Linked DNA regions of Sus scrofa: region 1 is linked to region 2. The links are chromatin contacts, called in public Hi-C maps. All regions are on one chromosome and are shown on one strand. The core of a region is the stretch at or near the end of the contact, and the rest is flanking DNA. Distances in the headings are between cores, read along the strand shown. Region 1 holds the start of CCM2 (cerebral cavernous malformations 2 protein). Region 2 holds the start of IGFBP1 (insulin like growth factor binding protein 1).

The links. A called contact is a pair of places that touch in the nucleus more often than the background predicts.
Region 1: a contact with region 2 is called in a Hi-C map of liver, with 2.6 times the contacts expected there. The contact joins the promoter of CCM2 here to the promoter of IGFBP1 in region 2. A contact is called at or near these places in 1 of 5 promoter capture datasets (liver) and 2 of 47 Hi-C or Micro-C datasets (both in liver).

What each region holds. Positions count from the first base shown.
Region 1 is chr18:50,448,325-50,455,632 of Sscrofa11.1, reverse strand. CCM2 (cerebral cavernous malformations 2 protein) reads left to right here and starts at 5,191. Exons shown (of 10, transcript XM_021079071.1): 1 at 5,191-5,643. The coding sequence starts at 5,614. LOC100739791 (a long non-coding RNA gene) reads right to left here and starts at 5,121. Exons shown (of 6, transcript XR_002340445.1): 1 at 5,107-5,121.
Region 2 is chr18:50,017,996-50,025,386 of Sscrofa11.1, reverse strand. It overlaps IGFBP1 (insulin like growth factor binding protein 1), which reads left to right and starts at 2,588. Exons shown (of 4, transcript NM_001195105.1): 1 at 2,588-2,943; 2 at 4,347-4,531; 3 at 5,550-5,678; 4 at 6,734-6,900. The coding sequence starts at 2,598. The coding sequence ends at 6,865.

The sequences.
Region 1 (7,308 bases), core at 3,942-6,441, 430 kb before region 2:
GGGGGGGGAACTGCATTGATAGATTTAGGGGAAGAGGTATTTCTTGAGCTGGATGATAAAGCCTAACAGCCAAATCCACCAGGGACAAACCAGGCATCCAGCGAAGTCTGTTTTATCAACCTGCTCCAACCAGAGAGAATCCCAGTGGATTCTGGGCCACCTCTCATTACCGCACTGAGTAATTCTGAGACGGGGAGAGGGGAAGTAAGGACCACTTGCAGACTGCTGCTTTCTCGAAGTGCAGACAGTTTAGTAGTTGGTTCACAGACATTTCTGTGCACCAGGTGGGGGCCACAGAGCAGGCTACGGAAGTTACTGGAAAGCAGTGATCCCGAAAAAGGACACTGTTAGACCCCTGTACAGCTGAAGTGTGGCCTTGGGAGAAACAGTGTTGCCCACTAACATTGCAGCTGGCCTGATGTCTGTTCTGAGAGACTGAATATACAGGCAGACTATGGTCTGACCGTTTGTAAAAATAGAATTCTGACCCATAACCTGCAGCAGTCAGCCCAGGGAACCTAGCCCTTGTCTCGGCAGCCTGCCCAGGAAGCCAGCTGCTGTGAGGCAGACTTGGGGGAAGTCAGAATGTTAACTCTAGTGACAGTTCAGGAAGCCACACAGTAAAACCTGTCACAATCCAAACAAGCCACATGGCCAGAACTCGTTCAATAACTGATGGCTTCCCTGGTTTTTCCCACTTCTAAATTAGGACCAACTGGAGAAAGCCATACATGCTCCCTCAACCTATCACATGGGCTACCCCGCTTCCTTTTTTTTTTTTTTTTTTTTGTCATTTAGGGCCTCACTGCCTGCATATGGATGTTCCCAGGCTAGGGGTCGAATCAGAGCTTAGCTGCCAGCCTACAGAGGATCTGAGCCTAGTCTGAGACCTACACCACAACTCACAGCAACGCCGGATCCTTAACCCACTGATTGAGGCCAGGGATTGAAGCCGCAACCTCATGGGTGCTAGTCAGCTTCGTTAACCGCTGAGCCACGACGGGAACTCCAAGGCTACCCCACTTCCAGTGAGCCCAACTGCTGCGTCCCTGGGCCCTGAAGGCCACTTTTTCACTAGAAAGCTCTCCCACGGCTCTGCTTGCCTTCGGGTCTCTCTCTGCCGCATGCAAGTGACGGTGGCTGACTCCTCCCTAGAGCCAGCTCTGAGCAAATAGGCTTTGCCTGGTCTCATCTAGGGGGTCCTCCTTTATTTCCAAAATTACCGTGATCTGATTCTTAGTAGGTAGAATTTTACTTGGAAGCCTGGATGTGTGTATGTGGAGAGGAGGCAAAGGCATTCAAATGGACAGGAGCAGCCTGAGGAGGCTCAGCCTAGGGTCAGCCAGGCTGTGAAACAACAGAATACGGGAGTTCCCCTGTGTGGCTCAGCAGGCTGAGGATCTGGTGTTGCTGTAACTGTGGCATAGGTCACCGCTGCGGCTTGGATTTGATCCCTGCTCAGGGAACTTCTATATGCTGAGGGCGTGGCCGAAAAAGAAAAAAAACCAAAACAGAACCCCCATACTGGTCTCTGTCCCCGTTGCTGGCATAGAGCTCCCACATCCTGTGACAGCTCCTGGGTGAAAGGAATGTCTTTGTTCTGAGTTGATGTAAGTTGGGCTCCTGGATGGTGTCTGGATAGAAGCTGGCCACCAGAAAGACCGTGATTAGAAGCTTGGAATTTTCAGCTTCACCCTTCATCCTCCAGAGAGGAAATGCAGTTAATATTCAATCATGCCATGTAAACCAACATGATTTCAAAGTTTTTAAACAATTTAAATAAATACCATTACTAGGAAAAAATAAGATCATGCCTATATGATGAAGTCTCCATAAAATTCCAATAGTTAGAAGATCTGGGTTGGTGAACACATGAAGGGGCCAGAAGAGTGTGGTGTTCAGAGCAAGCCCCTTCCCACACACATCCCCAGGCATCTCTCACTTTTTTTTTTTTTTTTTGGTCTTTTTGTCTTTTAGGGCAGCACCCTCGGCATATGGAGGTTCCCAGGCCGGGGGTCCAATCGGAGCTGTAGCTGCCGGCCAACACCAGAGCCACAGCAATGCCAGATTGGAGCTGTGTCTTCGACCTACACCACAGCTCACGGCAACTCTGGATCCCTAACCCACTGATTGAGGCCAGGGATCGAACCCGAAACCTCATGGTTTCTAGTCGGATTTGTTTCCACTGTGGTCCAAGATGGGGAAATCCCATTTTTTTAAAAAAAACTTTTCGGGGCTGCTGGTGTAGCATATGGAAGTTCCCAGGCTAGGGGTCAATGCCACAGCCACAGCCACAGCCACACCAGATCCAAGCCGCATCTGCAACACAGGATCCTTAACCTACAGATCGAGGCCAGGGATCAAACCCACATCCTCATGGGTACTAGTTGGGTTTGTTTCCACTGAACCACGATGGGAACTCCTAGGCATCTCTTTTATCTGGATCTTTGTCATATCCTTTTACAATGAGCTGATAAACAATAAACTATTTTTCTGAGTTTTTGTGCCATTCTAGCACATTAATTGAACCCAAGGAGGAGTCCTGGGAACATTCAGTTTACAGCTGACTGGTCAGAGGCAGAGGTAACAACCTGGACTTTTGTTGTCATCTGAAGTGGGGAGCAGGGCAGTCTTGTGGGACTGAGCCCTTGACCGGTGGGATCTGATGCTCTCTCCAGAATTGAGTTAAAGTGTAGGACACAGCTGGTGTTGAAGAATTGCTTGGTGTGGGAAAAATGCCCACACATCTGGTGTCAGAAGTGTCAAGAGTGGTTGTCGTGTGAGAGTAAGGAGAAATATAGGAGTTGAGTGAGTTTTTCCTAAACCTAGGTTAAGGGAAGTTTTAGTAGCGTTATTTACAGTGTTACAGAGAGACAACTATGGAAAGGTACATCAGTGGAAGATCTTAAAATATCAGACCAATGTTCCGTAGTGGTGGATGGAACAACCACTGAATGCACTGCGTTATTCGTGTCTGTGCATGTGGCAAGCTAAACTATTGCAGGAGGGAGACTGAAAGGTCATTTCCCACACTTCTGCTTTATGTACCCAGGGACTGCAGTACCTAATGCCTTTAGGGAGTGCTGGGGACTACTTGTTTCTTTGGTGTCTTTATCTAATAGGGTCCAATCAGGAGACAAACAGTGCAGGAAGGGTTTAATACAGAGAATTACAGTAACAAGGGAATGGCTGTTAAAAGTGAAGGGAGGGGGAGGGATTAATTTGGAGTCTGGGATTAACATATACACACTACTATACATAAAATAGGTAACCAACAGGACCTACTGGATAGTACAGAGAACTACCCTCAGTATTTTTGTAATAACCTATAAGGGAAGAGAATCTGAAAACGAATATATATAACTGACTCACTTTGCTGGATGCCTGAAATTAACACAACATTGTAAATCAACTCTACTTCAATTTTTAAAAAAGTTAAGAAAAAATGGAGAGAACTCTGAAGGCCACAATGATAGTAGATATAAGGGCAGCTACTATTCTGAGTGCTAAGCTTCTGAGGAATAACCTCGCCCCCTCAACCCCCCCAGGCTGAGGTCCAGCCTTTGGTAGAGAACAGCTCTGCTCAAGGAATGGCAGAGAAGTGCTGGCAGAACTTGCTGTAGTCCACCCTCCAGAGTGTGGGAAAACTGTTCCTGAAGGCGGCGTCTCGCCGACCTCAGACCACAGGGGAGCTGGGTGCTCCCGGCACTGGAGAGCCAGGTGCTTGCGAGAACCTGGAGCTGGAGAAGTTACCCTTGATGTAGGAAGGTGGGTGCTTTAGAGGCCTCTTTCTGCAGGTGCTTTTTCAGAAAGCTCACTGGAACCAGGCAGTAAAGCTCCTTCCTCCTGCACTGCCTCCCTGCAGTTTCTACCCGCAAAGCTTCACACTGGGCCGCCTGGCAAGGGAGGACAGCTCAAAGGGCCCAGCTCCATCCCACGATGGGAGCCGAGAGAGAGACCATTGACCCCTGGCACAGGATCTAACACTCTAAAAAGTTAACCAGTCGAGACAAATATTGTTTTGTTTGGTATCAGTTTACATTTTAGTTGAACAGCAGGGTTCTTACTGGCAGCTGTTTGGTGGCAAAACAGTGGGCCTGCTGCTGCTGACTCCACTTCACAGTGTGTTTTGGGCAAACCATCTCTCTGGACCTCATCGGTAAAAGGTGGCTGTTATTTCTAGGTGACTATTAAGGTTCTGTGTGTGGGAGTTCCCTTTGTGGTGCAGAGGAAACCAATGCGACTAGTAACCATGAGGTTGCAGGTTTGATCTCCGGCCTCGCTCAGTGGGTTAAGGATCCCGTGTTGCTGTGAGCTGTGGTGTAGGTCGCAGACACAGCTCAGATCCTGCGTGGCTGTGGCTGTGGTGTAGGCCGGCAGTTGTAGCTCCATTTCGACCCCTAGCCTGGGAACCTCTATGTGCCATTAAAAAAAAAAAAAAGGTTCTAGGTTTTATTTATTTATTCATTTTGTCTTTTCTAGGGCCGCATCCGCAGCATACGGAGGTTCCCAGGTGAGGGATCTAATCGGAGCTGTAGCCGCCAGCCTGCACCACAGCCCCAGCAACACGGGATCCGAGCCACGTCTGCAACCTACACCACAGCTCAGGGCAACGCTGGATCCCCAACCCACTGAGCGAGGGCAGGGATCGAACCCTCAACCGCATGGTTCCTAGTGGGACTCGTTAACCACTGAGCCACGAAGGGAACTCCCGTTCTACATTTTATTCTGGTAGGGTCCGGACGTACTCGCTGTTGCATTTAAACTTTCCCAACGTGTTTGTCTAAGGAAGGCTGACGCTGAAACACAGGAAGTCTTAGCAAAAAGTTTCACTGCACCCACACGAAAGAAGGGCAAAGGGAGAAAGGAAAGGGAGTGGTCCTGTGCCCCTTCCCCGAGGCCCCGCTCCTCGAGCAGCCCCGCCCAGGTCTTCCCGCCTTCACCTTCCTGCAGGCCCCGCCCTCCCACTCCCGCCAACCACTCCGGTCCGCAGCCCCGCCTCCGATGACCGCGCCCCCTCTCGCCAGCCCCTCCCAGAGCCCCCACACCCCCACTTCCCGTCCTCACCTTCCCACAGGCCCCGCCCCTCCCGCCGGCCCCGCCCACCGTTTCTTGGCGGCCTGAGCCTAATCTGCTTGAGCGTGAGGCAGGCTGGGAAGTTGGCTGCCCAAAAGATGGCGGCAGAATTGAAACGCTGGAGCCGCTCGTGCGGCCCTGAGGCGCCGGGCTTGTGGGCGCGGGCTGCAGGCCCTCCCTGAAGGGCGTGGGGTGGGACAGGGGCGCGACAGGCGCGCTCCCGCGGCCCTGAAAGGGGCGGGCAGGGCAGGCGCGTTCTCGGCCGCCTGGAAGGGCTGGGGGCGGAGCGTGTGGGCCGAGGGGGCGTGCGCGCGCGGGGCGGGGCGTGGTCGCGGGGGCGGGGCTGCGCCCTCGGTCCGGAAGTGCGGGGTGCGGGGTGCAGGGCGCGGACGGCCCCTGGCGGCCGCGGGAGGAGACTGCGGCCAGGCTAGCGGCGCAGGAGCGGCGGCGGCCGCGGGGCCGGGGCGAGCATGTAGCGGCCGCGGGCGGCGCGGGGCTCCCGGGGCGGGCCGGGCCGCGGGGGCCGCTCGCGGCGACATGGAGGAAGAGAGCAAGAAGGGCAAGAAGGTGAGGCTGCGGGGCGCGTCCTCCCGAGGGCCGGGCGCGGGGTGGGCTGGACCCCCGACCAAGGCAGGAGGCTGGCGGAAGGCGGAGGGTCTGGGGCTGGGACTAGGGGGGGAGTGAGGGGGACGCGGGAGGGTCGCTCGGGGCCGCCTGTCGGTCTGCCGGTGCGGGGCGTGGGAAAGTCTGGTTTCGGGAGGTCCGTGGAGGGGAGTTTTGATTTGGGAGGTTCAGTGTGGGGAGGCGAGGCGTGGGGAGGTCCGGGACGGGAGTCTGGCGTGTGGACTCCGGCGTGGGGAGGCCAGGCACAGGGAGGTCCCGGGCGGGAGTCCGGCGTGGAGAGGCCCCAGGTTGGAAGTCCGGCGTGGAGAGGCCCGGAGGCACCCGCGGTTGGGGTGAGCGTGGCGGGCAGGCCAGGGCCCCCCGGTGGACAGTCCACGGTCAGTCCCGGACAGGGTCGTGGGAGTCGGTCTCTGCGCGATGGAGTACGAGGCGAGCCCCTGGACAATGGGGTTAGGTGGTCCTTTGCCGGCCGGGAGCGCGGGGGAGGAAGGAGCCACGCCTTTCCGCCCCTTCCGGTCAGTAACTCTGCCCCAAACCCAGGCTGTCCACATGGCCTTCCCCGCGGGTCAGTGACCAGGGGCTGCAGAGGAGCTGGCCCTGGTTATGGGCCAGAAAGTTTTCCAGGGTTAGTATCTTTGAGAAAATGGGGTGTACGGTAATGGAGAAACATTTGCTGCTGAGTTGACTTCAATTTTGGGGTATCAAGTAAAAGCAAAAACCGTGTTTCATGGTACAGCAGGCTCACTCACGGTAGGCCCGCAGAGGTCGAGTTTTGCTCTACCTAATCCCAGCTGAGTGATTTCAGTGATGTTATGTTTGGCAGTTAGATTTAGGACATAGTTCAAGAGGTTCCTCAGTCTGTGTAATTTTAAAAGTGTGGCTTTAATTACAGGCTAGAGTAATCGATAAACTCACCATTTTTCGGAGACAAATAACCACGTGGGATAAGCTGTCATCAAAATGGAAAATGGGTTTCAATGCAGTGCATCTTTTTCAAATACAGGCTTTATAATTGACGTGTCTTACCTATTATTTTCGTTTTGATAAATGTGTGTGCACTTTTATACACAAGTTTAATAAAAGACCTTGATAAATTCCGCGACCCTCTGCTTTTCAGAGGCAGCCGTCCTTGCGGCGATGATTACGCATCGCAGGGTGCCCCATTTTACTGAGGTATTTGAAGGGAAGTGCAGGCAGGTGGTCTTCAGAGGACTGTGTAATGCCGCTTCTCCCACCTCCTTTACTCCTTCCTTTCTTATGTTATCCATACACACGTCTGGAGTTCCCGTCGTGGCTCAGCGGTTAACGAACCCGACTAGCATCCATGAGGACATGGGTTCGATCCCTGGCTTCTCAGGGGGTTAAGGATCTGGCATGGCCGTGAGCTGTGGTGTAGGTTGCAGACTCGGCTCGGATCCCGCGTTGCTGTGGCTGTGGTGTAGGCCGGCAGCTACAGCTCTGATTGGACCCCTAGCCTGGGAACCTCTGTATGCTGTGTGTTCAGCCCTAAAAAGACAAACAAACAAAAAATACTCGTATCTAATTTAAGTGCAGTGTCAGTTGCAGTTCTCTACAAAGATGGTTGAGGTCTGGAAAGCAACCCGAGAA
Region 2 (7,391 bases), core at 1,339-3,838:
CTTCTACTGCGTGCAGGATGACCAAGGCCTGGGAGAGGGAGGGAGGGACCTCGCTGGGCTAGTGCGCAACTGGGTGAACTGTCCAGGGCTGGCAAACTGCCAGGCACACAGGAGGCGGGCCCCAGGCATTTACCAGATGATTCTCTCCGTCATGTGTGTCATTCCGAAAACATTTTAAGTGGGCATACTGATTCTAAATCGAGAAAGCCAAGAGAGAAAATTCAGAGCTGGAAAATTCCAGTTCTTTTGAGGGAAGTGAAATCGTTTAGGAACTCACCTCGAAAATAATGTTAAAAGGTCAAAAGCATTGGTCAGCTCCTTCACCGGACACTGACTTTTGTTCTGTAAAAAAACAACCAATATGACTGTGAACTTCCACCTGCAAATGTTCTCACCAAGCTTATGTTGATGGTTTGCTGAGGAGATGCTGGTGTGTGTGTGTGTGTGTGTGTGTGTGTGTGTGTTACAATTTATTGACACAGTAGTGGTAGAACACAAACAAGTAAGTTGCCTAAGGCCACACAGCCAGTGAGGTAGCTAGGGGAAAAAAAAAGCTAGTAAATTAATTTTACTCATTCTTTCTTGAGATAAGATACATAACGTAAGTACCCGATAACACCAAATAATGCAGCATTTACTAGATAACGTAAATCCTAAATGGATTTGCAATCTAGAATGGATAAGAAATAAGCTCCTACTCTACAGCTCAGGAAATGATATGCCATCGCTTGGGATAGAACGTGATGGAGGAGAGTGTGAGACATGGGTCGCTTTGCTGTGCAACAGAAAGCAACTATCCTTTAAGAAAAACCAACCAACCAACCAACCAAACAAACGAGATGGGTCTCTGGGGGCTGTGGTGAGATGCCCTCATAATGTAAATTCAGAAAGATATCCAGAAGGCTACAAAGGAGCTGGGGTGCCAGGGGATGGGTGGCATATTTGGCACTGGGAGGCAGGGTCGATCCCTGGCCAGGCACAGTGGGTTAAGGATCGGGCGTTGCCACAGCTGCAGCTGGGATCTGATCCCTGGCCTGGGAACTCCATATGCCACAGGGCGGCCAAAAAAGAAAAAAAAAAAGAGAACCAGTGTGAAGGGAAAACCAGTCTCTTTCTCAGACACCTAACTTCCTACCTCTCCCTCCAGGGCAGGAAAGTATCACTTTCTTACATATTCTTCTCGAAATAGTCAATACATTTAGAATCACAGTGACATCTGCATTCATATTACTTTTTTTTTTTTTTTTTTTTGGTGCAAAACTAATAGCAAAACCAATAGCATATTCCGTACCTTCTCGTTTTCACTTGAAAATTGTGCTTATCGGGCACAACAGTGGCGATGTTTCTCTATCCGTAAATATGAGGCTGCCTTCCCTTTGGCAACAGCTGCCCGGTGTCCAGGTTTAGGGTGCCAGAGAGCGCCTACAGAATCTGGGCACGGGCAGGCCCGTTTCTTACTGTCTTTGAAGGCACATTGTTCCTTCCGCCCAAGGGAATATCCAGAAGCAGGAATTTTAACAGAGCGGTAGCCTTGGGAGTGGACGCCCCATAAAAATTTGGACTGAGGCTGAAAGTCAGAGGAGGCTTGGGGTCTGCATTCCGTTCTGCAGCCTTGGACCCTTCTCTGAACGGCTCTGAGCCCTTCCCCTCTCTGGAAGCTCAGTTAAGTGGGATGAGGTCCGTAGATGCAAACAATGACATTTAGAAGGATGAGCAATGGGGTCCTGTCATTCAGCACAGAGAACTATGTCCAATCTCTTGGGATAGAATGTGCTGGAAGATAGTATGAGAAATACATGCATATATAGGTATGACCGGGTCACTTTGCTGTACAGCAGAAATTGGCAAACGTTGTCAATCAACTATACTTTAATAAGCAAGCAAACAAACAAAGCTGGATCTCTGGAGGCTGTGGTGAGATGCCAGAGCCTGGCACTGCCCAGGGAGGATCTGTCCCTTTCCTTTCTTCTTTCCTCCTGGGGAAGGCTCTGCAGACAGCAGTTAAGGGGCTTTGGGGACCTTCTTCCTGCAGGGAGAGAAGCAGTTCTGGGCTTCGCTTTCAACGTTGGCTTGCAACGACCTGAGTTCTAAGCCCATCCTTCCTTCCTGTTTCCTGCTTGCAAACTGGCAAGTGCCCTGGCCTTGCCCAGCTCATCTCTGGGATTCTCCCTGGGTCCCCAGGAGCATCAGCAGGCTCCGGCCGAGCATGACCCTTGAACAAAACAAGCCAGCGCCACCCTCCACCTGGCATTGCTCTCCTGGCTGAAGCTGCACTTTGGCTCCAGGTGGGAACCCTAACAACGGGGCAAACACCGTATGAAACCTGAACCGTTTACCCTCCTTCCACCCACGGTTTGCGCAGGGCCTTGAGCCTACGAGCAAAACAAACTTATTTTGAACACCGGGCTCAAGCGCGCGGCTCTGTCAATCATTAACCGCGGGTGCAGGTGGCCCGGCCCGCGCCCTTCATAAAGGTGCACGCGGCGCCCAGCGGGCATCAGCCGCCGCACCAGCGCCACCGCCACCGCGCAGCCAGCATCGGCCACCGCGTCGCCTCCCAGTGGGCACCTGCTCCTGACCACCACCCCCGCCCAGCGATGCCCGAGGTCCCCGCTGTCCGCGCCTGGCCGCTCCTGCTCTCGCTTGCCCTGCAGCTCGGCGCGGCCGCCGGCGCTCCCCAGCCCTGGCACTGCGCGCCCTGCTCCGCCGAGAGGCTCGCGCTCTGCCCGCCCGTGCCCGCCTCGTGCCCGGAGGCCACCCGGCCCGCCGGCTGCGGCTGCTGCCCGACGTGCGCCCTGCCGCTGGGTGCCGCCTGCGGCGTGGCCACTGCCCGCTGTGCCCGCGGGCTCAGCTGCCGAGCCCTGCCCGGGGAGCCGCGGCCCCTGCACGCCCTCACCCGCGGCCAGGGAGCCTGCATGCCTGCGCCCAGCGCCGAGGCCACAGGTACCACCATCTCCCACCCACTGGGGTCCCTTTCCTGGGGCGAACAGGGCAGGGGCTCACCAAAGCCCGCAGCCCATGGGAGCTTTCGGCCAAAGCCTTTAAGGAGAAAAGATTTTAGGTCATCCAGAGGAACCCCAGTGTTTCACGGTCCTTCCGGGGGTCCCCTCGGGGAGGGTCGGACATGCACAGCTTGGTGGGCGAGTTGGGAAGGGAGCCCAGCCCTGCTGGGCAGTCCACGGACCCCTAGATATCCAGACATGAGGCAGGAGGAGGTGATGGGGGTGCCCCGGGCAGTGGGGTGCCACTCCAGGCGCCCCTGGCCCTCCTCTCTGCCAGTGGACCGGCTTTCGGGAAAGCCTGCCGTGGGAGCCCCGGCCTGTGGGCCTCCTGGGAAGTGTTTGGAATGTCCTTTGTAATATACGTCCTGTGCAGACACTATGTGCTTCCCAGATGTTTACAGAACATAATGTGAAAGTTTAGGCTAAAAACTACGCTTGCATTCATGGCCATAGAAAAACAGTGTTTGATGTGTGTGCTGCCTCCTCACAGCTTGACAATCAGAACTTTCCTGAATTTAGCGGTGATTTATTTGTAGTGGGAAGCAGAGGAAATGCCTCCTCCGCTGCCCCCTCTCCCTACCCCCCTGTTGGGGAGGCGGCGTGTCCAGTGTGAGTCTGCGATTCTTGGAGGACTCTTGAGGCTCTGGGCACTGACAGGGACCTGCTGGAGCATGGGACTGGAGGGGACAGGGTTTTCGGGCTGGTTCTCTGCCTTCAGAGTCAATGAAATGGAGTCATAGCTATGCTCCTCAAAAGACATGACACCCTCCCCCCCGTCAGGGAAAGCCAGTTCTCTATTCTTCTGTCCAAGCACCACATCAAACCCTAGGGCTCTGCAAGAAAGTTGCCCCCTTGTCCTCCCAGGGTTGTAAAGAAGTTACTTTGTGGGAAGGCAGAACCCCTGGAATAAAAGGGGGTAGAGCAGCCACACAGACCCCATTTCCAGATGAATCCTACCATCTGTTCACAGAGAATTACTGACCTCCCATTTTACCGATGGGAAAGCTGAGGATGAGTTCTGGGGAACTGAACTGCAAATCCATGGCTTTCTCAGGTCTCTTCCCAGGCTTCCACAAATGCGCCTGTGGCTACTTCAGAAGCAAAACCACAGGGCACTCTGGCCAAGCCTGAGGTTTACTATTTTCCCAGAACAGAACTGGCCTTGCCGTTGGGTCATCCCTGTCCTCCGAAACCATCAGAAGTTCCTTTAAAGGGGGAGGAGGCGGTAGTCTGGGTCAGCACAAGCATCCTGTCCTGGTCTGGTTCTGCACGAAGGGAGGCACCTGTCAGTGGCGGCAAATGCTTGGCAGAGGGGCTCATGGGCTTTTGACTTTCTGTTTTCAGAGACAAAGGACCCCGCTGCCCCAGAGACTACGTCCCCTGAGAGCACAGAGATGACCCAGGAGCAGCTCCTGGACAGTTTCCACCTGATGGCCACGTCCAGCGAAGACCTGCCCATCCTTTGGAACGCCATCAATAATTATGAGAGCATGAAGGCTCTCGAGGCCACCGACATCAAGAAGTGGAAGGTGAGGCCCCGGGGCAGGTGGACTCTTTCGCTTGGACCTGCTGGGCGGTGCTGGTCCGGTTCTGAGCCCTGGATAGAAACACGTTTCCTCCCAAAGACATCTCTCAGCTTAGCTTTGTTGAGCTTTTAACACCAGCGCTTTCAGCAGAGGAGGCTGCTGGATGGAAAGAAAATGCAGCTTGTCCTGTGCAACTTGAGATGTATTATCTCATGTCTCTGAGCTCATCTCTAAAATCAGGGTATCGGTCTTCATAATAAAAGTTAGCATTTTTACCATTCAGTGGCACTCCCCGTCACCACCGCCCATCTTGAGAACTTTCTCATCCTCCCAAACGGAAACCCTGTCCCCGTGAAACACCAAATCCCACGGCATCTTAACCGATGTCTGTTTTCAGTTCTACCCCTTGAGGGCGCCAGAGAACCAAAGTTGGAGTGACTTGGGTTGATTTGCCATAAAAAGAAAGTCACTTCTACCAGCAGGCATCCCCAGGAAAGCAGAGGGATGAACCATTTCCTGGGCCCTTCAGAGTTTCATCTTGAAATGATGACACGTGGAGCAAGTTTCACCCTTATCTCCAGTTGTCCAATGATTTTGGTTTTGTTTAACGAACCTTGTAGATGGCACAGGAACGATGCTCAAAATTTAGAACGTCTGTTACTGAGGCCTCCATTCAGGGAGCTGTACCCATTCTCCTTTCAACCGATGGCTGGGGCCCGAATTCCCCCTCCCCCCGGGGTGGGGCAGGAGGGGCGGGACTGCTCCTGGACCTGGTGACAGCGGTTGCCTCCTGCAGGTGTTTAGCAAATGTTCAGTGAGGGGGGGCCTGGGGTTCCCATCCTTCATCTTAACAGCTCAGGAGAGACGAGCCACCCTCCTCTTACAGGTGAGAGAAGGAGGCCCAGGGAAGGCGGGTCCAGGCCGGTCCCCAGAGCCCACGCAAACCCTCTTCCATTGTCCCCCGTGATGCTGGGCGCACGCTGTTTCTTGTCATTGACCCAGCGGCCAATTATTCTTTCAGGAGCCCTGCCAGCGAGAACTCTACAAAGTGCTGGACAGACTAGCCAGGGAGCAGCAGAAGGCAGGGGACAGACTTTACAAATTTTATCTGCCGAACTGCAACAAGAACGGATTCTATCACAGCAAACAGGTGCGTGCATCCTTACGGGGGCAGCCCTGGCTGCCCACACCCCCATGAAAGCCATTCTTTTCAGCAAACGTGGTGTCCAGCTCCAAGGAAGCCCCATAAGGCCCCATGACACGTTATATTAAGGGAAGACCCACCCCCTGGGACGAGGAGCCGCTAGGCCTTCCCCCCATCTCACCCCGCTCAGCCTGAAGACCAGCTCAGTGTTTGGGGGGATACCTGCATTCAGGGGCCCTGGGCTGAGTGGCACTCCATTACCCAGCAAGCCTGAGCAGGTGGGGTCCCCGCCAAGGCCCTTCCCATTTTAGATCTCAGTTTCTCTGCCGTAGAGAGAGGAACCCTACCTAGGAAAGCGAGGGTCTGTTTGGCTATTTTATCCCCCAAAGGAAAATGAACTTTCTACTGAACTACAGTAGCATTGTTTGGGCTTGCCAGATAACAAATGAGATCAAAACAAACCAAGACTGGGCGTTCCTGCTGTGGTGCAGGGTTTGATCCCTGGCCTCGTTCAGTGGGTCAGGCATCTGGCATTGCTGTGGCCGTGGCGTAGGCCGGCAGCTGCCACTCCGATGTGAACCCTCGCCTGGGAACGTCCATATGCTGCAGGTGCAGCCCTAAGAAAACAAAGAACAAAACCAAAAAGCAAACCCCAAACCAAACCAAGACCTAATATTGAGAAGCCCTTTAGGTCTCAGGGAAGCCCAGGCTCTGTGGATATTTCCAGGGGCAATGGAGGGGCAGGACATGCTTGATAACCGATGATGAGTTGGCCGGGGACTAGGACAGCCAGGTCAGCTCCCTCCGGGCTGTGGAGGGAAGTACATGCTGGACCACTCCGCACACGCGTGACGTCCTTCCTGCCCGGGGCCCCGGACCTCCGTCTCCATCTTGCAAGGAGAACCAGGAGGGTGTTGGAGTTGCCCGCAGTCATGGTCCTGGCCCGTGGGTGGCACCCATCCCTGGCTTTCAGCTCTTCATGTGGCTCTGGGCAGCACGGAGCTCTGCCTCCCCCTCAGCTTCTCAGGCGCTGCTCTTGACCTTGCTGCTTCTCTTTGCAGTGCGAGACGTCCCTGGAGGGAGAGCCTGGGCTCTGCTGGTGCGTCTACCCTTGGAGCGGGAAGAAGATCCTGGGCTCCACGGCGGTCAGAGGGGACCCCAAATGCCATCAGTATTTTAACTCACAGAACTGAAAAGAGATGCAATAGGCTCTCTTCCTTCACGTGAAATATTTAAGTACATAGTATATTTATACTCTAGAATGCACACGCACACTATATATATGTATATATGTAGGAATTACTTTTTCTACTCCATGTATTACTTGACATATAAAGCTATAGTTTATTTATTCACTGTAAGTTTATTTTTCTACACAGTAACTTGTGTTACACTAATTTATATATCATGAAACACTTCCTGTCATGCCGTATGTAAATACTGTGTTTTTGCTCTTCAGAGGTCCTGCTTCTGTTTTAAAGAGCATAGGAAAATACTTGCTCGAAAACGCAAAACCAAATGTGTAGCAGTGATTTGTTTTCAAGTGGTTGGACGGAGGATGGCTAGGCTGCGCTTAAGGATGTTCTACTGTGGTTATTGCACAGGTGCGTGTTTAGCGTGAATTTACAGGGAAAGTTCAAGGCTGGTCATATAGTCAAAGCTACATGTGATTGTAAAATTTGCGTTGTCAAACACACATGCGCAGTGTAAACAGGTTGG